Linked DNA regions of Mus musculus: all the other regions are linked to region 1. A link is a contact called in public promoter capture Hi-C data. All regions are on one chromosome and are shown on one strand. Each heading gives the region's core, a stretch centred on a gene start, on an enhancer-like site or on the middle of the called end of the contact. The rest is flanking DNA. Distances are from core to core; before and after follow the strand shown. Region 1 holds the start of Mospd1 (motile sperm domain containing 1). Region 2 holds the start of Rbmx2 (RNA binding motif protein, X-linked 2). Region 3 holds the start of Rbmx (RNA binding motif protein, X chromosome). Region 4 holds the start of Htatsf1 (HIV TAT specific factor 1). Region 5 holds the start of Slc9a6 (solute carrier family 9 (sodium/hydrogen exchanger), member 6). Region 6 holds the start of Ints6l (integrator complex subunit 6 like).

Region 1 (2,813 bases), core at 153-2,652:
CAAATATATGAAATATACGTGTAATTGAAAAGCTGGCTGTCTACTCCTTACTCAATTTCCTGACTGTAGTATTTTATACACAAAGAGCTTTCCTAATACTTACAGGAAGTGTGGACAAGATTTTCGTCACTAAGAATGTATTAAATCCCATGTGTGCCTTTCCCGAAAAGAGTAGACTTTCTCCTGTCTGGAATTCACATTAAAAACAAAAAGTGTTCCAATAGAACAGGACTGCCTTTTAGGCAAAATTTAGGAACTTGAACTTTTTTTCAGGGTTACTTTCTCTTAAAATGTCCTTAAAGGACAAAATACTAGGACCCTTTGCACTTCTTACTTGCCCTGTGGCTTTCCCAAGTGAACTTTCCTTCCATTCTACTAGCACAGCAATGCTACTTCAGTGAGAGAAAGACAAATGTCAGTTACTTTCCCCAGAGGGAAACAGCAGAAGATTAAGGGCTGAGGTCTAGGGAGGGGCTAAAACCTTCCTGCCTAAGACCAGCCCCACCTGCTTGGGGCCCAGCCTTTACAGCCCTATCTCCACACTACCCGGCTCCATGTGAAACTGGTCATGTGAGCCTGTTTACAGCTGAGCAGCTGGTGCAACCATCAGGATCTGTGCAGAGGTCCAGGGAGGGGTAAGGATACAGGCCACTTACCTCCTTTCTCCCCTATGTAATTCCAAGAAGATACTTGCTTCGACCACCAACCACCCTCCCTCCCAGTCTCTCTACTTTCCTTCATGCCCCTTCAGGCAAAGCCATCCTGGGACGCCTGGCTCCGGTCGCCCCCCGCCCCGTTTCCGTCCAGTTGCTCGCGGGGGGGAACGGCTGAACTGCAGGAAGGGCGAGGACAGGGTCATCCCAAACTAGGTAGTCGACTGACTTCCCTCCCACAGCCCTCCAGGCAATGTCCGCCAAAGAGTTGTCCCTAGAGCTGCATCCCCAAGGCAACTGAACTCTTGTCGGGCAGGCAGCGGGAGGTTTCGGAGGCTGCCTTCGTCTAGGCAGGGGTAGCTACACAACTCTGCTGGCCCTGGAGACCCTGCAGAAGGGCCACCAACAGTCCAAGAACGGTGGACCCGCTGCCCGGTCCCCGCCACCCACCTTAGCCCGGCACTGAACAGCCCTGCTGTCAGTCACAGAGCCAAGCTCTGGCTACGGGTACTGGCATTGTCTACACCGGAGGGGGAGGTCTCAGCCATGTAAGTTCCATGTCTTCCCCGCAAGTCAGAGAAAGTGGGTGACGGGACATTGAGGGACTCTCACCTCAGCAACACTGGCTCCTCGGAAAGCAGCTGCGACTGCTCCCTGCTCCTTTGTCAGAGTCTCCAGACTGCACTGCCTGCTGGGATATGGGAGGACTCGACTGCCACCTCTCCCCGCCCAGGAGGATGAGTCGCAACTGGGGGGTGGGTGAGAAGAGGAAGGAAAGGCGGGCCCGGGGCGGGGTCTAGCCGGGGGCGGGGCTTCTGTGTTGCCACCTGGCTTCTGGGGTTTCTTCCTTCTCTATGCTTCAAACTACTTCCTTTGTCCTCTGGCCGCCCCTCCTTTTCCTCCGCCCCCCTCACCCGCCCCCAGAGGATTAGAGGCTTTCTCTGAGTGCAATCTCTTTGCACTCATTTGGTGGTGACCTTTGACGTCTGCCTCATTCACTCCTCTCCCCAACTCAGAATGCATTCCATACAATGAATACCCAAGGCTTGTGACTCTTCCTCTGAGACTCTGTATTAAGCACTAGCTCTCTTTCTCCACTCTATCATCGGCGCAAAGCAGACTGTTCAGGATTTGTTCATGCTGCTACAGTAGCTTCCTATTTGGATTCATTCTTTCTACTGTTACTTTGTCTAAACTATTGCCCAGACAGCAATCCAGTTGGCTCAGTCTAAGGTATAGGTGACCCTGCTGTTCTACTTAAAGCTTTTCAAGCCTGGCATGGTAGAACAAGACTATAATCCCAGTATTCAAAGGCTGAGGCAGGAGGATCCTGAGTTAAGACAAATTTGAGTTACAAAATAACAATTGACTTTTAAAGGGGAAATCTCTATTCTCAGGTCTGTACTCTATTCTTAGAGTCTTTCAGGCAGGTATGCTGCTACAGGGCTTTAATCCTAGCACTTAGAAGGGGAAGCAGTAGATCTTTGAGACTGAGGCCAGCCTGCTTATATATGAGACCCCATCTCAACACCAAGCAAACAACAAATGAGAGAGAAAAGACTTTTCGGCTAGGAACAATGGACAACTGTTAAGTCAAGCACCAAAGGGGCAAAGTCCCAAAGACCCCAAGGACTTCATATCTCAGCAGCCTGGCCTACCTAGCAAGACCCAGTGTGCTGGACACAAGACAGCCAGGATAGAGAAACCCTGTCTCAAAAAAGAAAAGTAAATGAAATGGAAAACACTTCAAAATTCAAACTTAATTATGTTCAAAAAGGAACAATACGGTCCAAGGGTACCCTCTGCACAAGTATAAGACCCAAAACCTTCCTCATTACTCTTAATCAATGGGTCTATAACAGTAGATATCACTTGGGCCCTAGGCTCTGAGACCTTTACTCACAGACTTTGTGCAATGCTCTTATCTGTCTTTTGAACACCTATCTTTCAGGATCCAGGGGAAATGTCACTTTCCCAACTAACCTTTCAGAATCTTCCATAAGAACGACATGTCTTATTTGTTTGTCTGAAACGTGGCCTGACTATAGCGCTAGCTGGTCTGACACACGTTATGGAGGCCAAGATGGTTCTAACTTGCAGTGATCCTCCTATCATGCTGGGATTACAGGCATGTACCACTAAATCCACCAGACGCTTTCA
Region 2 (2,813 bases), core at 102-2,601, 4.7 Mb before region 1:
TGGCCCTAATGATGGAGACGTAATATTCTGATCAGCCTCAAAAGAGAATATTACATGTTGTCTCTTACCTTAAGAGTTCCATACTGCCTCTAACCACAACATTTGGGAGGCAGAGACAGGTGGATCTCTGTGAATTTCAGGCCAGCCCGCTCTACAAAGTGAATGCCAGGAGAGTCACAAGCTCTATAGTGAGACCACGTCTCAGGGGGAAAAAGAGAGTTCCATGCTTCTGAATTGGTAGAATAAATATTGTGAAAATGGGTATACTTCCAAAATTAATTTGCAGATTTCATGCAACACCTTTCAAAATTCTGATGTATTTCACAGGTTTAGAAAAATAACACAAGAATTGATATGGAACTACAAAAGACAATAGGTAGAAAAGAAATCCCAAGGAATAAGAACAATGCTGATAGCATTATAGGACCTGACCTCAAATTTTACTATAGACCTATAGTCATAAGGACAGCCTGGTATTGCTATAAAAGTAGACATTAATATCAATGAAATAGAATAAGAGAATCCAGAATAAAATGCCAAAGCTATTCCTATTTAATTTTTGACAAAGGAAGCAAAAACATATATTGGGAAAAAAATAACCTACTTAAGAAATATGCTGGAAAAACTGAATTTCTATCTGAAGAAGACAGAAATTATGTGAGTGCAAGTGCCCACAGAGGCCAGAGGAGGATCTTCTGAAGTTGGAGTTGTGAGCCACCTGTTTTGGGTGCAGGTTCTCTGGAAAAAAATCAGCAAATGGTCTTAACCACTGAGCCACCTCTCTAGACCTTCAAGCTAATTTTTTTGAAGCTCAGTTTTTTTCCTCTGTAAAATGGGGATGGTAACTGTATTTCATGGGGTTGTTGGGCGGTCAGCCTGGTCTACAGAGCGAGTTCCAAGACAGCTAAGGCTACACAAGGAAACAAACAAGAGATTGAATGAAAAATGCAAATGGCAGAAAGTGAGCCGCCCCCTGGGAGGCAGAGGTTTAGGGTAGGGGCAGGGTGAGGAGTGCTGGGAGGAGCCAATGGTGTGAGCCTTAGCCTGGGGTTTGAGATCTAACAGAGATAACGTGCATAAATTGTCTCTCATTCACAACCTTTAAGTTCTCTAACTCTTTAGTTGATAGGTACTAGTTTGACAATGCTAATTTTTGCCTGCTTGTTTATACGTGGGCATTTAATTCCGACTGGCAGAGGAACACAGGGTCCCCCCATCGCTCTCCATCAAAAAGGGGGCGGGGACTGACTTGGGAACTGTCCCTCCACAGGAGCGAATGCCTGAGAAAGCACCTTCACCTTACTGCGCAGGCGCCAGGGCTTAGCGGGCCGGAACTTCCGGCGGAAGTTCCGCCTCGCGGGCCCCGTGCTCCAATCTGAGCTGGGTGTTCGGGTCGCGGGAGCGCTTTGGAGCCTCACCCGGAAGCTGTTGTCGTCTGAAGCGAGCCGCGCGAAGATGCGAATATGAAGTAAGGATTCTGTTTCTCTGCGGATAGGGGCGGGAGTGTTCTCCGCGGAAGGGAGAGTGGCTTGAGGATGGCCGCCCAGAAAGGGCGGGGACCGGTCCTCGCCCTCCGGGCCTCCGGGCGGGAGAAGCTCGGTAGGGAGAGGGCGGGCTGGGAGGAAAAGTACTTATCGCACTTACCGGCTTGCCTGCCACCCGCGCAGCCCTCTGACTAAGGTGAAGCTGATCAATGAACTGAATGAGCGAGAGGTTCAACTTGGAGTGGCGGAAAAGGTGTCTTGGCACTCGGAATACAAGCACAGCGCCTGGATCTTTGTTGGTGAGGTCCCCATTTTTCTCCAGCAGTGCCTTTCAGAGTCCGCCCCGTCCCTTCCCCTCCCCTCCCCATCCCTCTCCATCCCTCTCCCCTCCCCTCCCCTCCTCATCCCTCTCCTCTCCTCTCTCCACCCCTTCCCCTCTCCTCCCTATGCCCCCTCCCCCGGTTATTTAGTGCCCCTGGTCATCGCTTCTGAACAAGCTCATCACCTCACACTCTGGAAGCTCCTCTGCTCACAGGTCCACTTTTCAGTTGCCTTCAGCGCTTCTTAGAATTGGTATTTGCCTTTCATTCTATTCAAAACCTTGCTACTTGGCTGCTCAGAGACAGTTCATTCCACAGTCAACCTATCACGATGTCAAAGAAACGGAGGCGCAGACAGGTTACTGGACTTGCTTAAGGTCACATGCTGCAGCACTTCAAAACTGTGGGGCTTGTGCTCTTCGTCACGGTCACATACCGATCGTGTGTGTGTCTGCCCTTCCTCACAATGATTTTTCTCCTCTCCTGGGCTTCTGCTCCTAGTCCTTAGCTGTACCGTGATGTACCTGGTCAGACATTAGCTGGATTTGAAGACATTAAGGCTTGATTCAAAATTAGCTTTACTCCGGCTGAACATTTGAAAGGCCACCTGAAAATGTGACAGGATCAGGGAAAGCTACTTCTGATGAAAAGAATAGAGTCTGGAGTACACCCCTGGCCCTGGGTAGATACCAGGACATTTTCAGGAAACCTACATGTTACATACTAGTGTGCCCCTTCCTTCAGACATAATCCAACAGAGCTTTAAGTCATCTGGCCAGTAGACACCTGTCAGGAAAGCTCAGTCACCGCCAGACACGCTAGGGACACGGGAGGGAAATGATCCCCAGTGCAGGTGGTGCTGATGTCCGCCCTAAGTCTACCTGCTGCTCTGAGGCCTCGCTGAGCCCCACCTCTCCCTTTCTTTCTGTTCTCTGGGTGCTGGCGGAAATCCTGAGCCTGCTTGCCCCTAACACGCTGGGCTTTCTCATCTCACATCTAAATGTTTTCC
Region 3 (2,813 bases), core at 139-2,638, 4.0 Mb after region 1:
GCTTTCCTGGGCGATCTGCTTCAACCATTTTTCCTCTTAACCGATGGGGGTCTGCTGAAAAATGGTATTATTATCTCTCTGTAGAAAGTCCCCAAAGTTTATTGAACAGCTTAATTATGGCTCATGTTTTGTTAAAATCTTTATTCTTTAGTAACTAAAGATACCAATAAACCTCAAGTGTGGTAGAAAATCAATTGAAATACTTTGGCTAACAGTGCAGCGCAATTTTCATTAACAGGGTTAAAAGGGCCTGCCTAATTTACCATCTTCATCTGCCCTGCTTTTAGTCAATGAAGAGCTACTCAACACTTAAAAAGGCTACTTTTAAATGTATTTTACTTTTAATATAAGATTGCAACCTTAGAGTGCAGGAATTAACAGAAGGGGGCCACCACACCTGGCTATGGTCTTGATCTCTTATCTTTAAAACATTCCGTTACCTATCAACCTACTTGCTATCCGCCCCACCGCCCCCAACCCGAAGCCAAAGGTATAAAAGACTTCCTATTCATTCAAGGTCACCAGCCAGACACACCAAGTAAGGAGCAAGCCCTTTCCACATTTAGATTCCCTAGTTAAGTTTAGGGACAAATCTCTACCTTAGGACAAAGTCGCTGCATCTAGCCCAACGAAAGATTGTTAGTTATCCGATCGAAAAGAAAAAGTGCCAGAGTCCGAAGATAACGGAACTCAGAATCACACACTCTTAACACTCTTTTCCAGTCCTGACACCTAATTAAGACTCATTAAAAACCGCGTGTTAAAGACAAAATGGCGACACTTGGAACGAACCCAGAACCACCAACAGCCTCCGGACGAACTAACTTTTGCATTGACAGTTGCAGCGAAAACTCAGAAAGCTTCCTCTCCTTGCCGCCAAGGACCAGAGGAAGCCTCAGAAGTCCACCAGCCTATCATTAGCACGGACGCTATTCTGGTGTTACTCCCGCGGTCCCAGCACGTCCCGCCCCACCTACAAAGCTGCGCCCTCCGCCCTCCCGCGACAGGGGACAGCCAAACCTCCGGGAGACGCACTCAGATAACTGACCCCATAATGTGCTGCTTCCACCCCTTCTGCTTTAAATAGGTTGACACCTTTGGGTGTCTTAAAATGGCGCCCGCCGCCACTATCTCCCGGGAAACAAATGACATCCAGCTCTAACAAGTCTGTATGGAAAACAGGCCAAGGAAAGGAAAGTCCTACCCGAGGGGACTGCGACGGTCTCAAGCTCCTCTGAGCTCGCCGACCGGACCTCCCGAGCAGCGCCGCACCAGTGACAGCTACCGATTTTCAGAACGGAACAGAAATGACGCTAGGACGACTGCGCAACGAGGGCGAACAAAGGAGACTGCAATCTTTATACTACCCGGGAACGAGGCTGAAGAACCCGGATGGAAATTAAGCTTAGAATTTGAAGCACGAAGGGAGGGGAGGGAGTGGTTCCCAGATTCTTCATTGGCTGTTCCCTTTGTCATTCACTAGTCACTCCGCCTCTTTCCTGTGTCTCTTAAAGTTCTGGCCGGTGCCGGATTTTAACCGTTTGCCCTGCCCCCATCCATTCTCCTCCAAGGCGCCTTTTAGCTTCGCTAAATATGCTAAAACACTGGACGGGATTTATTGACTAGAGAAGTAAATTTATTGAGCAACCTATTAGGTCAAACAAGGCGCAAAACTTTTACTTTTGCATGAAAATCCTAATTCCAAAAGCAATGTGAAAAAACGGTAGAATGCCAACGTTATAGAAATAAGAAACAAAGAAGTTTCGTTGATACTCAATAACTGGCTAAATTTTCTTGAGCAATAAGTAATACATTGGAAGAATCTGTTAAGTAAGTGTTAAGTGAAAACAGAACTTGATGACATTACAAAAATATCATTCATATAGAACGATTACTGAGTACCTACTTGATTTCTGTGCAAGTGAGACCAGAGTCAGGTGCCTCGGGGTTAAGACTGTCAAACAAAAATCCCTGACGATAGTTGGGAGTGCTTACCCACACATTTCATCCCAGTATTTGGGACGCTGAAGTAGGGCAGTTACGCGTTTCAGCACAGACTGGCTTTGTTAGAGTCTGTCTCAAACACCAAACCAAACAAAAAAAAAAAAATGCTACCAAGCATGCTTGAACTTTAAGTGAGCATTCTTAATTTGTTTTGTGTTTTGAGACAGTACCAGTCAGGCTGAGAGTGGTCTTGGAATTCACAGCTCTGATCCTGCCTCAGATTTCCAAGTGCTGGAATTACAGGCATGAGCTACCAGACCAGGTTCTGCATTCTAAATTTTTATCTGCTTGTGAAAGAAAAATAACAATTTAACCTAGAGGGGATTTTCTTTTCATTTCTTTTCTTTCCTTTTTCCTTTTTTCTTTTTCTGTTCCTGTCTGGCTGTCCTACAACTTGCTCTGCAGACCAGGCTGGAGATCCCTGTCTTTGCCTCCCAAGAAAAACGATTTTAGATACCAGCCTTTTATACTATGGATCATATTTCCTCATATGGGGTGATAGAATTGAATGTGGGCATAGTAGTAAAAGTGGCAATAATAAAAGGTTTCTGATACATAACAAAAATTCAATTCAAAATCAAATATATATGAGATATGTGGAAAGATTTATTAGAATGACTTACAGACTGTGGACCAGGTAATGCGACAATGACTGACTATGAACCCAGAAGTTCCTCAGTCCACGAGGCTGGATGTAGAGGCTGGTCTTCAGTAGATGCTAGAATCCCTAAAAAGTAGGCTCTAATGCCAGTGAAGGAATGCACTTGCTAGCAAGGTGAGAGCAAGCAGGCAAAAAGCAAAGGCTTTCT
Region 4 (2,813 bases), core at 87-2,586, 3.7 Mb after region 1:
TTTGCTGAAAGGACCCTGATATAGCTGTCTCTTGTGAGACTTTGCCAGGGCCTAGCAAACACATAAGTGGATGCTCACAGTCAGCTATTGGATGGATCACAGGGCCCCCAATGGAGGAGCTAGAGAAAATACCCAAGGAGCTAAAGGGATCTGCAACCCTATAGGTGGAACAACAATATGAACTAACCAGTACCCTGGAGCTCTTGTCTCTAGCTGCATATGTATCAAAAGATGGCCTAGTCAGTCATCACTGGAAAGAGAGGCCATTTGGACTTACAAACTTTATATGCCCCAGTACAGGGGAATGCCAGGGCCAAAAAGTGGGAGTGGGTGGGTAGGGGAGTGGGGAGGGGTATGGGGGACTTTTGGGATAGCATTGGAAATGTAAATGAGGAAAATACCTAATAAAAATATTTAAAAAATGCTTAAAACAAAATAATTGCTGCTCTCCCGCATCTGGTGCTCCTGTCATATTGTTCGCCAACTATAACTGAACCGCCCTTGATTTGTGCATGTCTTAGCTGCTGCCTCAGAATCTCCCTCAAAGCCTGGCACTTAATAGGAGTTCAGTAAATACTTGTCTGTCCTAAAAATATGGACCCCTTCCCTTTTCTAGGTGCATGAAACATCTAAGGAAAAAGCTCAGCTTTTCTTGGAAGACTGTTGGCTGTCTTACTAAGACACAAGGAAATGAGGCCATAGGGTTATGTTTACACTCAAGCTTCAAATTCCAGTCTGGAACACCTCGGACACGTTGCAGTAAGCTGCAGGCAAAAGCTCCTCTCACCTACAGCAGCCAGAGGGTGGTACCAGATGCCTAAAAGGGGGGTGAGATTAGGAAGTGATGGGGCCTTCTGCCCACTGCTTGTTAACTCATGCTTCACTAGACCTCCAAACAGCATGTTATGTGTTTGGGTTACTAAGATGAACAAAACCCGCGTGTACACTAAGGACAAGCATTCGAAAAATAAGACAATCCTCGGCTCCAGTGCAGGGGCGGGGATTTGCGCGAAGGAGGCGCCAAGGTTTCGCGAAGCGGGAGAAACTTGTCCCACGGTCCCACCCACCTCCCCAAGATGGCGCCTGCCGCAAAGCCCATTCCGCGCCAGCTCTACTGGAAGAGTCCTTTTTCAGGCTATCGCTTCGGCCAAACTCGTCCGGAGCGCAGAGGAGCCCGAGGTTAACGAGGTGCCATGCATTTCGGCAGGCTGCGTCCCTAAAGGCCAGTTCCCAATAAGTACAGACACGCGGCGGCAGCCGGGCTCCGAGGCCCCGCCCCCTGGCCGCGCAAGCGTCGCGGACCTTTGACGTCCCGTGGGCGGGTCGGCGCGACCCGCTACGTTGCCACCCGCGCGGACAATGGCGACTGCATCAGCCTGAGGGGGACTTCGCTCTCAACTCGTTGCCTGACGTGGCGGGGAGGAAGCTGTGGCGCCTCCGGAACCGGCCGCAGCGGTGACAGCGCGCCTGCGCGCTTCCGCCTCGCCCTGGCCCCAGCAGCGGCGGCGGCGAGGCCCTGCGGAGCCCGCCAGGTGGGTGGCAGCGACAGCGCTGACCATTTGTTGGCGCAGGCGTGCACGAGGGGGGCGGGCGGGAGGGCGGAGTCTGGGCGGTGCCTCGCAGACTTCCCAGGGTCTGCTGGGGCGCTGCGGGAGGCGGCCCGGGAGTTGCAGTGCACAGTCCAAGCTCTGCAGACCTCTCTTTCTCTGCTCTTGTCCAGCGCCCTCTCGGCCTCTTCACTTCTCTGACCGCGGTGTCCGGGACTACGTGAGAACCATGAGTGGCAACAACTTGAGCGGGAACGATGAGTTTGATGAGCAATTGCGAATGCAAGAATTGTATGGAGGAGACCCCAAGGAAGGTGACACCCAGAATGAGCCCTCTGGAGAAGCCCATTCTTTGGGACAACCACCAGATGACACTCCTTACGAGTGGGACCTTGATAAGAAGGCTTGGTTCCCTAAGGTAAGAAAGAGTATCGGAGTCCCACTGCGGAGCGGGGCCATAGGGTTCACTGGCAGCCCTTGCGGGACATTCCTCTTCTGTTTGCTCCACTGAAGTACTAGGTCTCTGAACCGGTGGTTGGTGGCTAGTCTATTGGTTCAGTCTATTGCATTCCCGATGTATAAAGGAAAGTAAATCTTAGGGTGGTGCCTTAAGTGATTTTTTTGTGCCTTATTAATTTGTGTATGTATGTGAAGGTCACAATTCGTTTTTATCTTGATATTTTTACTGCACAGAGGAAGAACACCAAGGAAATCACATTAGTAAGACTTTTATCCTGTATAGCCAAACTTAATTTACGCTTCCTGTACATGTTTGTGTAGAATGCAGCTTGTTGATTTACAGGGTGGAAGAGGTGTCATTCACCTCTACTGAAGAAACTTTTCTTGATTCTTGTTTTATCTATTAAATTTTGTTCCAGGGCATCTGAGTTCGGACCCTATAACCACAGGAATATGACTAGGAATGCACAGGAAATGAATGAAAGAGATCTATACATTTGTACTTGGGAATTGCTAAGTGTTTAATTTCAACATGGAAATAGCACAAGTGGTGTTGAACCTGGTCTTGTAAACTGTATGGTAACTGTACTCTGTTAGTCTTAGCCTCATAGGAACTTTGGCATCAAAGGGAACTAACAGCGCGACAAGCGACCGGAGAGGCAATCACACAAAACTTTTTCCATTGTGCAGGGGGATTGATTGTTGGTTGAAAAATTTCAGCTATTTATTTGTGCATATTTTAAGCATCCCAAACTGTAAAAATTTACAATTGAACTTCTGGACTGGCAATGCCCACTTGACTGTACA
Region 5 (2,813 bases), core at 179-2,678, 3.2 Mb after region 1:
CAGGAAACAAGGGAAAGGAGGCAGGTGGCCATGGTCTGCTTGGGACGACACAGAGCCCCAGCTACTAATAGGAAAGAATGGGCCGTTATTGTTGGAAAAAATATTCCTGGCCAGTCACACAGGACAACCATTCCAGAGTTGTTTTGATTTCCCTGAAGTTCGCTATCCTCACAGAGCTTAAGCAGTTTGTTAAGGAAGAGGCATCCAGTTCGCTATCCTCACAGACCAGGGTGGCTTGTAGTTGTTGTTGGGTGATGTGGCCCTGAGATGAAAAGGTTTCAAAATGGTATGCTATATACAAAATGGCAGGGTTGGGATAGATAGTAAATAGTACTGCTGATGTCATGAAGGCTTTGAGGAAGGATATATATTCAGAGAGGAAAGAATAAGCTAATTTAGAGGATAGACTCACTACCCAACAGATAGAGGCCTTAAGGAACAGTGGCAGGCCAGGGCTTGAAATGTGTAGCTTATTCGTGTAGAAGTGAAAGTCTAGATAAAACGAAGCCTAACTCACCTAAGGAGTGAGCCCGCAAGTATGGAGACTCTGAAAAAGTCCCCAAGCACAGCTCAACTATGGAGGTGAGCTGTGAAAATCTTGCCTCATGAGTTCTAGAGGGATCTGCAGAAATTCCTCTTTGGGGAAAGGGAAATGAAAGGTAAGGAGTCAAATGGGTAAGAAGCGGTGAAATTTGCCTTAAAGTAACAGTAAAAAAGACAACAGGGGAGGCAAAAGCCCTGTACCAGCAAAGATTTCTTCTCCAAGGTAGCACAGCTCTGAGGTAAATCTGAGCACAAACTTGATTGCCTACTCTTTGCAAGGCTGATGAACCTATGTGTTCATTCCTGATGATGGATGACATATATTAAACATTGACATCCAAAGAAAACCCGATTATACAGCTACATCTATGATCCATGCCTTTGTGTGAATTCTTTTTTGAACTCTTACAGTGTTACTGTTTCCCCAATAAGGGCAGAATAAGGGGATCCCGATTTAAATTACAGAGCTGGAGTTTAAGGCCACTCCCATGGGGACAACTTCTTATGCCTTTAAGAGACACTGGGGGACGATATCCAGATGGGTTATGAAGATCGATTTCTGTCCCCTTCCCAGCTGTCAGAATTGAACCCAAGTGGAGAGCGTGCAACCTGCTTCTGATGACACTGGCCCCGTGTTTCTTCAGAGGAAAACAGTGGATTAGATTCGATAAGTTTTCACTTTGGGACTGAGCTCTAGGCGTGCCTGTAGGTGGGTAGACAAGCCAAAGAATGGGGACAGGCAGGCGGGAGCTGTGGCTGTCACTTTAAGAGTGGAGGCCCTGCTGGGCGGTGCCTGCACCGCCGGCTGGGCTCTAGCCCCGCCCCTTTCCCGTGAGCCCACGGGGAGTGGTCGGGCCACGGGCGGCTGCGGGTGAGGAGAGGGGCGGGGGGCAGGGGGTGGGGGGAAGACATGGCTGGGGCTCGGCGCGGCTGGCGGCTGGCGCCCGTTCGCCGTGGCGTCTGCGGGCCCCGGGCGCGTCCGCTCATGCGGCCCCTTTGGTTGCTCTTCGCAGTGAGCTTCTTTGGCTGGACCGGGGCTCTGGACGGCTCCGGGGGAACGACCAGAGCCATGGACGAGGAGATCGTGTCCGAGAAGCAGGCGGAGGAGAGCCATCGGCAGGACAGCGCCAACCTGCTCATCTTCATCCTGCTGCTCACCCTCACCATTCTGACGATCTGGCTCTTCAAGCACCGCCGGGCCCGCTTCCTGCACGAAACCGGCCTTGCTATGATTTATGGCAAGTGACTTGGACCCCTGTCCCCTAGCTGGCACGGTCCCTTTCTCTGCTTGCCGGTTCCTTCACCTCCTGTCCTGGTCCTGCTCGGCCTACATTCTGCTCCCCTTCTCATTTCGTTTTCCACCTCGCCTTAAATCGTCCTCCGTTTCTCTGGCTCACCCCCTTTTATTTCTGCTACGCCCCCCATTTTTCCTATCTCGTTCTCAGCCTCGCCTCCCCATTTTGTCTGGCTCTCCTTGCTGTTTTCGCCTCCGACCCCACCCCCTTTTTCTCAGCTCCCTGCTGCCCCTTCTCTGCCTTCCAAGTTGGGGAGCAGGACGGGTGGGTGTAGAGGATGTGGGAAAGAGAGTCGGGTGCGGTGGATGGGATGGGGCTGGGGGCGGGGAAGACATCTTTGCAATCTCTGTCTCTGGGGTGTCAGTTTGTTTAAGGTTCGTTGAAGCTGCAGTAGTAGCTGTACTGCCAGCATCTGGCATTCATTTGGAACCAGAGTCGACCTTTACTTATTGCCCAGCTTTTGCTATGCCGCCTTTCTAGGTGCAAATGATAACCTTACTCCCGTGGGACCCACACAAACTAAAAACCTGAAGTAGGCTACAGAAGGCTTAGGGCATTTTAAATATTGTCCTCATTTATTATACTACACCTGATGGGGAGCCTTAGGGTTGACCCTTTGGATTCAGGCTTATGAAAGTGAGGACTAGTAAGAGTTATGGTTCTTCCAGCCGCATGTTACGTACCATATGATGAGAATTGGCCAGCCAAGTGGTAATTACGAACCTTCATGCATATGCATACGGGTGACTTGCTGTTGGCATGAGGTTATTGATCAATTGCTGTGTAAATGATTTTGGTTCTTCATTCACTGTGTTTTCTTTTGAGGTTATTTATCTGTGTGTGTGTGTGTGTGTGTGTGTGTGTGTGTGTTGGGGGAGGGACAGATGATACATAGGGGGTGGGGGGCGGAGAAAAAGAGAAAGAGACAGAGAGACAGAGGAGAGGAGGCAAAACAAAAACAAAAACAAAAAAACC
Region 6 (2,813 bases), core at 169-2,668, 3.1 Mb after region 1:
TGATGTCTTTCCATCTTTAATTCCCAAGTCATTCTATATATTTCAGTAAGCTGGTCTTCATCACACATAGAGTGGTCTCTGGCGGACTCTTGTTCACACCATTCCTCCTAAGCCAGATTCCCTCTTTTACACCTTGTTCTTTGCCCATGAAATCTTCTGAACTTCTAGACCACAGGCAAGTGCTGCCTCGCTGTTTTTACTTGCATCACCATTTTTGGTCTTATTTCTGAGAAAACATAATATATATCAATCATGTAGAACATATACACAGGATATCTACAAACAATATAGAAAACATTTGCAGATATATATGTGATCTTCACATTGTATTAAAATTGTATACTCATTGAAGCTCAAGAGTCTAACTTGTGTACAGCACATTGCTAGAAATACTCTGTATCATTATCATCATTATCGCCATCATCAGTGTTGTAGGAGACTCAAACTCAGCGCCTCACAGGAGCTGGGCAAACATCGTACTCCTATGCTGCAACACTACCTCATACTCTATATTAAAAATAATGTCACAGTAGTTGGCATAGCACACGCTTGTAGGATATGCTGAGGAGTTCAGGACCAGCCTGAGATACAAGTTTAAAAATTGAGTCATATGCAGTGGAAAGCCAAGTATAGTTGACCAGTTACCAAGTACTTACATGGAGCCAGCATTGGCAACTTCCCTCTACTGAAAATTAAATTTCAGTACCATCGACCCTACATATTTCAATGATTGAACGCCTACTTCAGGTGCCTAGCACTTTTGTGGACGTTCAATGAACCTGAGTTGAAGCAGGATATCAGCCATGGATAAAGGCCGCACAGTCCCCACAGGAGTTTAAGTATCACAGGCTGGTCAATGTTTCAAAGCCTGAGAGAGCCTGTCCTTACAAAAGGACAGCTTAGGGTAACGTTTCCGCGGCAGCTTCCTTTTTAAGTAGCTGAACCAACCAAGAAAACGACATGTAAACACTGATCAGGAAGAGGGACTAATCTAAGGGAATTTGAGCAAGTCTGGCTAGGAAAGAAGTTTGCTGCTACTGAAATGTTTTGGTCTTAGCCACTGGCAGGATTGATTGATTGTAGTTATGTTTTGTGTGAAGCCTGCCTAAACATCTGTTTCTATGCAACTGTTGCCCAATTCTCCTTTCCTTTCGAATTACCATCTTTGAAGCACGAAAGAAAATCCATCCAAACGACCAAACAAATTACCCTAAAGGCTTCTAAATCCTTTAAAGGAGAATCTGAGCTTGAAGAAGGTCCTTTACTCCCCCGCCCCTTACCTCCAGCATGGGTTCCAAACTACAACCCTCAAGCTTGGCCCAAGTCCCTCCCTTTACCCAGTCATCTAATGAATATGTAAATTAAACATAATTGGCAGCCAATGGCGTGTGTTCTAGTCACATGGTGCTGATGGTAGGTGAGCAGACAGAAGTTGTGTCAGTGAACAGAGAGGGCTCTCAGTCTGGGGCGAGCGCTCTAGTGAGCGTGGACGGATGCTTAGGCAGTAGTCCTGGCAGCGGCAGCGGCGGCGGGCAGTAGTGGTGGCAGAAGAGGGGAAGAGAGACGGCCCGGAGACCGACACACTCACACTTTCAAGTTCCCTTGGAGGGAGAGGAGTTGGGGCTGCAGAAAGAGGCCAGGAGCGGTCCCATCTATCCCATCCCGTTTCCCACTTTTCCTCTTGCTCCCTGGCTCTGCGAGAGTTCAGGATTTGGGTAGCCATACGTGGCATTGAGGGAAAAGGGACTGGGAGAGTGGGGACCAGAACCAGGGGTGTAGTGGAAGATGCCCATCCTGCTGTTCCTCATAGATACGTCCGCCTCCATGAACCAGCGCACTGACCTGGGCACCTCCTATTTGGACATTGCTAAAGGCGCTGTGGAGTTATTCTTGAAGGTAAAAGGAGGGGAAAGGAGATGAAGGGGTCGCTTCTGTGGGATGGGTGGGTTGGACTGAGGTGCTTCTGTAACGTTTGTATCGCTTCCCCTCGTTTCCTACGCGACCCCCCCGTCATCCCTCGCCCCGCAGCTGCGCGCCCGGGACCCAGCCAGCCGCGGAGACAGGTACATGCTGGTCACCTACGATGAGCCTCCCTACTGCATCAAGGTAAACAGGCCAGCGGGGGAGCGGTGGGCGGGAAGAGCGTGCGCGTCCACTAGCCTGGGGCTGCTGATCCCTTTTGCCTCCACCCGTGGCGATCCTGCGTCGCCCTGCGGGACGGGCTGCAGTGAGGAGCGCCGAAGGGCAGGAGGAGCAGGGCGGGTGGCGGCGGTCGGGGGTCGCAGAGAGGGGCCCGGAGATGAGCAGCCGGTGTAGAGAAGGCACTGGAGGGCCGAGTTCCTAGCACGGCTGCAGCAATCGCCTCCGAAGATGGCGGACATTTTGCTTTTGTATGAGGCAGCCAGAGGCAGGGTGAGGGCGCTGCTGAGATGGAAAGGAGGGAGGGGAGGAGGCCGAGGAAGGAGGGCTCGAGGCCCATGGTGAGGCTGCGGCCCCTTCGCCTGGGACTCCGCCCCGATGTTCTCTTAGCCCCGCGCGGGCTTTGCTGCCGCCCGAGCTCCTCCTCTGGTCCCTCCTTCCATCCCTCGGCCCGCCCCGCCTGGGCTTCCTCTCCCTCCTCCCGCTCCGGTCCGTTTCTCCTTCACCGCATCTTCCCCTCCTCTTCCTGCCAAATGCCGGGCTGCACTAGCGCTGGCCTCCCAGAGCAGCTCCTTTGCATTCGAGGCTCTGGCCCCCGCCCCTCCTGTGCCACCACTAGCTCGGAACTGCTTAGCCTATGCAGCTCCCAGACCCTGCACGCTCAGTCAGGTTGA

The links. Promoter capture Hi-C pulls out the DNA fragments that hold promoters and counts their contacts.
Region 2: a contact with region 1 is called in a promoter capture Hi-C map of erythroid cells, with 24 times the contacts expected there. The contact joins the promoter of Rbmx2 here to the promoter of Mospd1 in region 1. A contact is called at or near these places in 2 of 39 promoter capture datasets (erythroid cells and maxillary cranial neural crest).
Region 3: a promoter capture Hi-C map of pre-B cells shows a contact between it and region 1. The contact joins the promoter of Rbmx here to the promoter of Mospd1 in region 1.
Region 4: a contact with region 1 is called in a promoter capture Hi-C map of pre-B cells. The contact joins the promoter of Htatsf1 here to the promoter of Mospd1 in region 1. A contact is called at or near these places in 2 of 39 promoter capture datasets (cranial neural crest and pre-B cells).
Region 5: a contact with region 1 is called in a promoter capture Hi-C map of pre-B cells. The contact joins the promoter of Slc9a6 here to the promoter of Mospd1 in region 1. A contact is called at or near these places in 3 of 39 promoter capture datasets (cranial neural crest, maxillary cranial neural crest and pre-B cells).
Region 6: a contact with region 1 is called in a promoter capture Hi-C map of pre-B cells. The contact joins the promoter of Ints6l here to the promoter of Mospd1 in region 1. A contact is called at or near these places in 3 of 39 promoter capture datasets (the HPC-7 cell line, cranial neural crest and pre-B cells).

Annotation. Positions count from the first base shown.
Region 1 is chrX:53,369,157-53,371,969 of GRCm38.p6, forward strand. It overlaps Mospd1 (motile sperm domain containing 1), which reads right to left and starts at 1,403. Exons shown (of 6, transcript NM_001290514.1): 1 at 1,266-1,403.
Region 2 is chrX:48,693,653-48,696,465 of GRCm38.p6, forward strand. It overlaps Rbmx2 (RNA binding motif protein, X-linked 2), which reads left to right and starts at 1,352. Exons shown (of 6, transcript NM_173376.3): 1 at 1,352-1,468; 2 at 1,668-1,783. The coding sequence starts at 1,464.
Region 3 is chrX:57,391,648-57,394,460 of GRCm38.p6, forward strand. It overlaps Rbmx (RNA binding motif protein, X chromosome), which reads right to left and starts at 1,389. Exons shown (of 9, transcript NM_011252.4): 1 at 1,205-1,389; 2 at 1-51. The coding sequence starts at 28.
Region 4 is chrX:57,052,234-57,055,046 of GRCm38.p6, forward strand. Htatsf1 (HIV TAT specific factor 1) reads left to right here and starts at 1,337. Exons shown (of 10, transcript NM_028242.2): 1 at 1,337-1,532; 2 at 1,721-1,965. The coding sequence starts at 1,777.
Region 5 is chrX:56,608,407-56,611,219 of GRCm38.p6, forward strand. It overlaps Slc9a6 (solute carrier family 9 (sodium/hydrogen exchanger), member 6), which reads left to right and starts at 1,429. Exons shown (of 16, transcript NM_172780.4): 1 at 1,429-1,781. The coding sequence starts at 1,454.
Region 6 is chrX:56,453,421-56,456,233 of GRCm38.p6, forward strand. Ints6l (integrator complex subunit 6 like) reads left to right here and starts at 1,419. Exons shown (of 17, transcript NM_172779.4): 1 at 1,419-1,896; 2 at 2,029-2,106. The coding sequence starts at 1,786.